Linked DNA regions of Mus musculus: all the other regions are linked to region 3. A link is a contact called in public HiChIP or PLAC-seq data. All regions are on one chromosome and are shown on one strand. Each heading gives the region's core, a stretch centred on a gene start, on an enhancer-like site or on the middle of the called end of the contact. The rest is flanking DNA. Distances are from core to core; before and after follow the strand shown. Region 1 has its middle 12 kb from the start of Gm39349. Region 2 holds the start of B930092H01Rik (RIKEN cDNA B930092H01 gene). Region 3 has its middle 32 kb from the start of Gm33643.

What was found. HiChIP or PLAC-seq counts read pairs in DNA pulled down with a chosen protein or histone mark.
Region 1: a contact with region 3 is called in a FOXA1 HiChIP or PLAC-seq map of pancreatic cancer cells. The contact joins two enhancer-like sites. A contact is called at or near these places in 5 of 39 promoter capture datasets (the 3T3-L1 cell line, 3T3-L1-derived adipocytes, hippocampal neurons and 1 more), 6 of 484 Hi-C or Micro-C datasets (the AML12 cell line, bone marrow-derived macrophages, embryonic fibroblasts and 2 more), 9 of 115 datasets of contacts at active chromatin or transcription factors (craniofacial prominence, embryonic basal ganglia, embryonic forebrain and 6 more) and 1 of 9 other capture datasets (embryonic stem cells).
Region 2: a contact with region 3 is called in a FOXA1 HiChIP or PLAC-seq map of pancreatic cancer cells. The contact joins the promoter of B930092H01Rik here to the enhancer-like site in region 3. A contact is called at or near these places in 1 of 39 promoter capture datasets (the SN4741 cell line), 2 of 484 Hi-C or Micro-C datasets (bone marrow-derived macrophages and uterus) and 2 of 115 datasets of contacts at active chromatin or transcription factors (embryonic stem cells and pancreatic cancer cells).

Annotation. Positions count from the first base shown.
Region 1 is chr9:61,350,025-61,352,724 of GRCm38.p6, reverse strand. No RefSeq gene overlaps it. Among named protein-coding and RNA genes, the nearest start is that of Gm39349, 12 kb to the right of the region's middle. Within about 2 kb of position 1,429, at least 45 of the 459 cell types and tissues checked have an H3K27ac peak or open chromatin away from gene starts, as enhancers often do. A contact at or near this core is called in pancreatic cancer cells, where this site is marked.
Region 2 is chr9:61,292,430-61,295,129 of GRCm38.p6, reverse strand. B930092H01Rik (RIKEN cDNA B930092H01 gene) reads left to right here and starts at 1,321. Exons shown (of 5, transcript NR_045334.1): 1 at 1,321-1,362; 2 at 2,371-2,436.
Region 3 is chr9:60,899,267-60,901,966 of GRCm38.p6, reverse strand. No RefSeq gene overlaps it. Among named protein-coding and RNA genes, the nearest start is that of Gm33643, 32 kb to the right of the region's middle. Within about 2 kb of position 1,271, at least 38 of the 459 cell types and tissues checked have an H3K27ac peak or open chromatin away from gene starts, as enhancers often do. A contact at or near this core is called in pancreatic cancer cells, where this site is marked.

The DNA of each region.
Region 1 (2,700 bases), core at 180-2,679, 450 kb before region 3:
CCAAGGTCAAGAAAGTGACTAGCACTCCTCTTGGGGTTTAGGGTGGATGGCTGTGAATAATTTGGGGTGGGGTGGAGGAAACTTGATGATTGAGAGAGACCAGTTGGGTGGGAATGGGTTCAAGAGTAGAGATTGGCTCCTGTGCTTCCCCGACTGTCCCAACCCTTAACCCCAAGGCCAACATGAACTATCATTTATCTGCACATTGCCAAGGGAGGTCACTTCTGTCTGCCCAGTCTCTTTTATTGAGCCAGAAAATCAAGGCAGATGGAGATCCCAGGCAGGCCTGGCTTTTGAGTCTCCCAGAAATGGGTCCCCATCTCCTACACGCCACACACTCGAAGACAAATGAGGGAAGCTCAGCACAGTTCTGGGAGGATTGAGCAAGGTTGCTTGTGTGGTATCCATGGTGGCCTGAGAGGTCAGGAGCTGTCCAGTGACCCGAGTCAAGGGACGTGGGATGAGTGTTCAGGTCCTTGATCACTGTGGGGAGGGGCTTAGGCAATGGGCTTTATCAGCCTCTGTCGTAGGTTGCTATGGGACCCAAAGAGGAGACCTGAGAAATATCTCCCATCCTTGACAGTCATTCCTTAACATTCTGGAACCTTCTACATTTCAGAGCCAGAAACTCATCTTTTGCCCTACGCAGTGCACCAAGGAAGTTATAGAACAATAACTTTAAAAATATTTTTACATTTATTTATCTTATTTTATGGGTATTTCACCTGCATGGATGTGTGTGCACCATGTGTGTGTGACTGGTTCCTGAGGAGGTTAGAAGAGGGCTTTGGGTCCCCTGGCACTGGAGTCACAGAAGTTTATGAACCACTATGTGGGTGTTGGGAATTGAACTTGGGTTCTCTACAAAGGGAATAAGTGTTCTTCAGTTGCTGAGCTATCTCTTCAGCCCCATGACCCCATGAAATAGAATTTAATACTTCATGCTCTTTGTCCAAACCCACCAAAAGCAGGAATTAAATAAAATGTGGGGCACACATCTGTAATCCCAGCACTCCAGACGTGCAGACAGGAGGAAAGAAGTTCTGGTTTATCCTTGACTACCTAGTGAGTTCATGACCAGCGTGGGTGCTTGTGAAATGACCTACCGACCAAGTAAATAAGTAAATAGTAAGGAAATAAGGTCCCTGCTTTCCCCCCCATATCCATCTCAGTATCTCAGTCACAGTAAGAGATCAGTAAGTGTTGAATGAAAAAAAAAAAAAAAAACCCTCCACTGGCCAGTATACAAGACCACTCCCAGGCATATTAAATGAGAGTACAATCATCCATTGAATGGGCTTCCTTCAAAAGAGCCATATATCCTGGAAGCTCCATTCCAGACGCCCAGATGGCAGGGCCTGGGAGAGTTCCGAGTTATTCCTATTGAAACTGTTTCCTCTCAGAGGTCCAGAGTTCAAAAGCAAGGCATTTGCCACAAACAATTGGTCCAGTGTGAGAGGATGTGGCTGGCTGGGCTCCAGGGCCTCGTGGGACTTTGAGCAGTTACTAATGCAAATAGAAGGGAAAAGACTTATCCCGGGGGCAAATGTGGTCACCCAGAAATGCAGCCTCTGGCAACAGAAGGGAAAGAGAAGGTTAGGCTCTGTGCTTTGGGGAGAATGTCCTAGGACTTTGGAGGGGACTCGGGACTTCAGTCAGGAGGTGTAGGCCTCAGCAGAGAGCTAGGTCTCACATAAAAGTTTCTGTCTCTCTCACCTTTGTCTTAAGGCTGAGGGTAGTGGTGGCACATGACTGTTCACATGAATTAGTTAGCGGCAGAGGGCATCAGGTGCTCTGACCTGCTATTGTCTGCCTTGTCCCCTTGAGACAGGGTCTCACTGAGGCTGGAGCTCCCAGTTGAGGGTTGTGCTAGTTGGGAATCCCTGGTTTCCACTCTCCTCAGTGCTAGAGTTACAAGAGGGTCACTTGGCTTCCACATAGGTCCTGGGGATTTGAACTTAGGATCTCATGTGTGAACATTAGACACTCTTATCCACCAAGCCATCTCCCAGTGCTCAGAACTAAGTTTCTGTTCACCCAACTCTGACTCATTTCCCAAGGAAAATTTTCGCAGTTCAGGGTTATGGGCAGGCATATCAAGGAATCTTCCTGATTGGCGCACTGACTTCAGAATGCAGCTCTTTCTCTCTTGTGCTGAGGATAGCCCTCTACTGAAGGTAGGTAGTATCCGTGAGTGACCTTCTGCTGTGACATTTGTCCCTGCATTGCTGACTATGCACATGGTCTTCCCAGCCTTTGTCCACACCTTCCCTCCTTTCGAGTCACCTCTTCTCATATACTGGGTCCGATCATCATCCATTCTATGAAGGCTTTCTCTTCTCACCACAATCAGTAGGGACCCAGAGAGTAAGTGTGGAAGGAAAAGAGAAAAAGGGGGCAGAGAGAGCATTTGGAGCTACCTGGATGTTTGTCACTAGGCATGCATTGAGCATCCAGTACCATGTGCTGTGCGGAACTTGCTGAATGTGCACATTCCCAGTCCCCTCACCACGCCCCAGCAAAGGATTTCATTCCTACTCAGCTTTAAAGGTGTGTGTGTGTGTGTGTGTGTGTGTGTGTAGGGACAGTGTGTGGAGGACAGAAAACAACTTTTTGGGGTTGGTTCTCTCCTTCCGCCTTTTTTGAGTTCCAGAGCTTGAACAGATGTCACCGGGCTGGCCCCGCCAAGCTCTTTCACCC
Region 2 (2,700 bases), core at 72-2,571, 390 kb before region 3:
GCCCACTCTGGCTATTGAAGCCTTTGCTTCCCACTTGGCTTGTCTCCCGCCTCAGCCACTGAAGTGTTCTTCCTCAGTTCTCAGCTACAGAGACGGGGACTTTCTCCCAGGAATGTGTCTGTTCCCCCCCCCCCCCCCCCCAGAATCATTCCTCTCCATCAGTTTATGGATGCTGGTCCAATGACCTGGATGCTAGACCACTGGAGGCAGAGAGTGTGGAGGCAGAGTTGCTCTCCATCGGCCAAGAGCAGCCAGGTCTGCCGCTTTCCCTCAGCTTCAGGGGAACTGCTTGGCATCTTAGGAAAGCAATGAACTGGGAATCAGGACATCTAACCCCTGGTCAGGCTTTGACCTGTTGTTCTAAGGCAGAGGAGAGCCAGACAACCTGAGGCCAACAGAACTCTATGAGCTACTCCTTGCATGGGTCCCAGTGAGATGGTAGGAGGGGACAGGTATGGGTGGCAGTCCCTTCAAGGCAGAATTTGGGAGGGGTGTTTTTTCCCAGGAGGTCCCCTTCCTCTGAATCCTAGCCATCTCTCCATACTCATCAGAAGTGTGGAGGTTTGGGGCTAGGTGTTCTCAACAGGCCCAGCTTATACAGTTTCAAAGCACCTTCCAAGAAAGAGAGCAACAGTCACCAGAGGTTAAGAACAGTACTCACTCAGAGAGGTTCAGGGCAGGAGTGTTGGCTGTGAAAGTATGAGGACCTGGGTTCGATCCCCAGCACCCTGGTAAAGGCAACTATGGTGTTACACATCTTTAATCTCAGTGCCGGGAAGATGGAGAGAAGATCCTTGGAACAGCCTAGCAGAGTTTGCAAGTTCAAGACTAGTGAGAGATCTTGATCCAAAGAACAAGGTAGAGGGGTTCCTGTGCAATGACCTCTGGCTTCCACAGAGGACATGTATACATACATATTCACATGTACTCACTCACACACATGCACACATATTCACACATCAAGCCACCCATACCCAGCAAAACCCCTATTGGGTTCAGTCTCCCATGCTGAGCCCATCCTCTTCTGAGGGACCCAGACTGTAGGTCTTCCAGAGAGTTGGTGAGTTAACCCCATGTTCTGTCTTTAGATTGGCTTCAGGAAGACTGTGGGCCAAGGCTGGCCGCCACCTCCTCCTAAACTAAAACTCAGCCGTCTGGGTCGAAAGACTACACTGTGTCCCTGGGCATGCTCCACATTTCCTCCCCAGCTGGCAGGGAGGGCACAGGCAGTTTCACACACTGAGATCTTGGCTCCCCAATGGGCAGCCTCCCTGAGGCGAGAGCCTGGCTTTCCTATTTTGGCCTAGGGCAGCCCCAGGCACAATCCACAATCGGTTCCCTGAAATGATGCTGGTGACTGAAGTGAGTGGTAGGTGGGGTCACCCCCTCTAGTCGGAATGGGTGTGCTTCTGGAACCTTCTGCTTAAATGGTTTCTGACAAAGCCTGAGAGGCAGGGGGAGGGGCCGCCTGCCTCTCCTAAACTACATTGTTCCTAATGGGCTGTGTTCTCGGCTGATGAGAGAGATGTTCAACAGAAACCTGACAGAGAAGGCTACAGACTCAGGGATGAGTGAGTAATTAGACGCTAATTAATTTGCATTTCACAAGAGAATCAGGGATGTTAAGGGAGGAAAAAAAACCCTGCAAAGATTAAAGGCCTCATGTAGAAGGAAAATCTGGGACAAAGGGCCGGTGGAGCAGCCGTAGCTGAGGGGGGGATGTCAGCGGGAACAGGTGGCCATGTGGGCATTCAATGGAGCAGGTGTGGCTGTAGCCAGGGAGGTCAGAAAGGCCTGGGTTTCCTGCAGTGCTCAGGACTGTTCCACAGACTACCCTGAGCTGCCTGCTGGGAGTGTGGCTAAGTGCTCCCCTCCCCCCAGGCTGGCCTCAAACTTCTGAGTAGCTGAGAATGGAATCAGCCTGAACTTCTAATCCTCCTGCCTCCTCCTCTTCCTCAAAGACTGAATTACAGGCATGTGCTATCATGACTGGTTTATGTAGTCCTGGGGATTGAACCCAAGGACTCATGGATAAAAGGCGAGAACTCTACTAACTGAACCACGTCCCCAGCTTTGGTGGGAGAGACAGCAAATGACATGTGTAAAAAAAAAAAAAAAGAAGTTTCTGTCTCTTAATCTTCTCTGTAAAAGATGCAAAAACGGTGGTTTTATAATTAAAGTTATTTAAATCTTATATTTTAATGGCATTTTTTTTTTTTTTTTGGAGACAGGGTCTCTTTATGCAGTCTGGCTGTCCTGGAATTCACTCTATAGTCCAGGCTAGCTTCCAACTCAGAAATCCACCAGCTCTGCCTCCCAAGGGCTGGGATTAAAGGTGTGCGCACTCACACCTGGCTCCTCTTTTAACAGGGCTGTAACAAAGAGATCAGTGCTGCCTTTGGCCTCTGGACAAGTGACTGCTTCTCAAAACAGAAGGTAGGAGGCAAGTGAGGTGGCTCAGAGGGTGGAAGAGTCACGTGTTCCACATGCCATCCAGAAACACCCTGCTCACATGTGTAGCAGGTGGGCAACCTGCAACTCTTGTGTCTTTGAATTCCTGCCCTGGCTGCTTTTGCCTCTCTGGAGCAGCCTGCACTTCATTTCAGAGCAAGACAAGGGTGTCGCAGTTATCTAGATGTTGCTGTAACAGACTATCTGAGACTGGAGAATTTATAAAGAAAAACGTTTACTTAAGTTATA
Region 3 (2,700 bases), core at 22-2,521:
GCGGGGCGGGGACAGGGGGAGACAAAGCTTGCTGATCAGCCAGATGAATTGGTGATATCCAAAGAGGTCATTTCTCAAAAATAGAAGCTGGGAAGCACCTAAGGCATACACCCACCTACAGATAAATAATAAATAAACAAAATAAATAATTAAACAAACAAACATTAGGATGGCTCGGCAGGACTATCTAGCTGAGAAGGCCTCAGATGGTACTGGCTACTGGCTGCGCGCCTCAGTTCCCCCACACAGCTCTTGAGTGAGACAGTTGGAAGGGGTTTGTTTACATCCCAGAGGAAGGGTGTTCAGGGAGCATAAGGGAAGCTGAAATACACTAAGAGTAAGACTCAAAAGCCAGTATGATACACTGCCTTGGTCAAAGCAAGTCAGGAAGACACAGTGGCTTCCAGAGGTGAGCGGTGCAGACACGCCTTCCATCAGAGGCTGGGAAGGGCTGTAGGCACAGCAAAGGGGAAAGAGCGGGGATGGGCAACAGTGAAGTAAGAGCCTCAGCTATAATTTAGTGAGTGGGATGCCTGTTGAATACTGTTGGAAAGCCACCTGTGGAGTGAGTTTCAGGGACAGGAGACAGGAGTTAGAAGAGAGTGAGGCAGAGATGCAGTCAGATCCAAAGGCAGACCCACCAGGAGCACAGGCACTTAAAAGCCCTTCAGGGCTATCCTGGAATACAAGCAGCTTACAATACATTATGTAGACCAGGCCATTCCCACTACAGTCCTCTGTTATCTACTGTGAACACCCAAGACTGTGCATCGAGTCTAACCCAGGCAGCCAGGAGTTAATGCTTCTGGAAGCTTCTCACTGCCATTCAGAGTTGGAGAATTGGGTAATCGCTTCCTTTCCCTTTGCTGGGGGACACTGAAGTGTGCTCTAGGGGATCTCCCTGAGATTCCCCAGTGGGTTAAGCTTTGGTTGCTCCCAGCAGCAGCCTGCAGGATAACACACACACACTGTGTCAGGCAGGTTCTTTTATTTTGTGCCTCAGTTCACTACCTACTGTAATTGTAAGATCAGTTCTCAAAAACTCCTTTGCATCTGTGTGTATATGTCCATATTCACGTGGGGCAGGGGGAGGGAGGAGAGAGAGAAAACAACCTCAGGCATCATTCCTCAGGACTGATACTCTGTCGTTTTTGAAACAGGGTCTCTCACTGGTCTGGTTGGACAGTGAGCCCCCAGAGTCCCTTATCTCCACTTCTGGTGTGCAATGTTATATCTGGCTTACAAAGGCTCTGCGGCTGAAACTCTGGTCCCCGTGTTTACAGAGAGAGCACTGTGTATCCATTGAGTCACCTCTCCTTTAACACTCCTACTCTTTCCCAACCCTTATCGTGCCCACATTCTTTTCTTGGCATCTATGTCTGGTGAGACTCAAACAAAGACAGTGTGAGAGTCATGAAAGTAGATTCTAGAAACCCAGAGACACAGGGCAGACCAGTGGACAGGAATATCTTCCGAACCAAACTCACTTTCAGGAGTAAAGCTGTGTCCACTTGCAAAAGCGTGCATCACATCTGGGCTTGTATCACATCTGGGCTTGCCAATGGTTGGCCATCCCTTGTAGGAGGAGGGGCAGAGAGGACACAGCCCTTTCTCTAACCAGTTATGCACAATTCTGTCCTGATTGCACATGACCTCAGGAAAAGGCAAGAAGTCTACAGGCTGGGAGGGACTAGGGACAGGCTCAATCTGCATCTCCGTGTAGGAGTTACCATGCCTGCTGGGTGCAGACTTTCCAGTGTGGCAGCTTTAAGGCCACTCGTGCTGCCCATAACCCTTTATTTACTGATCTGTTAGTAATCCTAATAAACTTGTTGGTTTCTCAGAGTGAACTTGGGCTGAGTCATACCTATTTGTTATTAGGGCCTTTTGAAGAGGGGATGTACATAGGATGTGTTGCCTAGTCCTCCCAACCCCCACAAGGAAATCCTCATAACAAATAGCCATGTAATTCCCCCAGGCTGGGGAGCCAGACAGACTGTGTTTGAATCTGCCTCACTAGTATGCAAATATTTAATGCTAACATTACTGCTATTTATAGACTCAAGAAAGAGGCTCAGGAGAAGCAGAGCTGGGAACTCTAGAAAAGGAAGATAGTTCCAGAAGGATGGGGGATGTCTTCCAATTATGAGAAGACAGAAATAAGTCATTTTACAGAAGCAATTGCAGAGATCCTGTGTTTTCCCATGATGCTTCAGGGGAGTCAAGGTTTTTGTTTTGTTTTTAAAGGACAGAGGGCAAGAGATCCAGCCAAAAGAGATAGAGAACCAAGTTCCCCACCCTCAGCCTGTAAGGTGAGTGATGGAGTGGCCAAATCCCAGAATGTGCTGTGGCTTGTAAATTCCCGAGGACAATAGAAAGGGCTTTGTTAGGATGTGTTCCAACACAGCCAAGAATGAGGGAAGAGCGTGCCAGTGCTGAGGCAGAGAGAGCCGAGCATCTGTCTGACCTCTGTCTTCTTCCTCAGGTGAATTGGCTGAGAACACAAAAGGTGAAGACAGGCAGAGTCAAGAAGAAATCAACACTAGATTAAGGGGCCTAACAGGCTTCCTGGCTGAACAAGGTCACCAGCCAGAAACAGCAGCAGCCAGCAAGGCCTTGGCTCCTAAGCTGACAAGCTCTCCGTAACAAGGAACCTCTTCAGGGCTCTGTTCTCAGTCCCAGCTGTTTTTTCTGAACAAC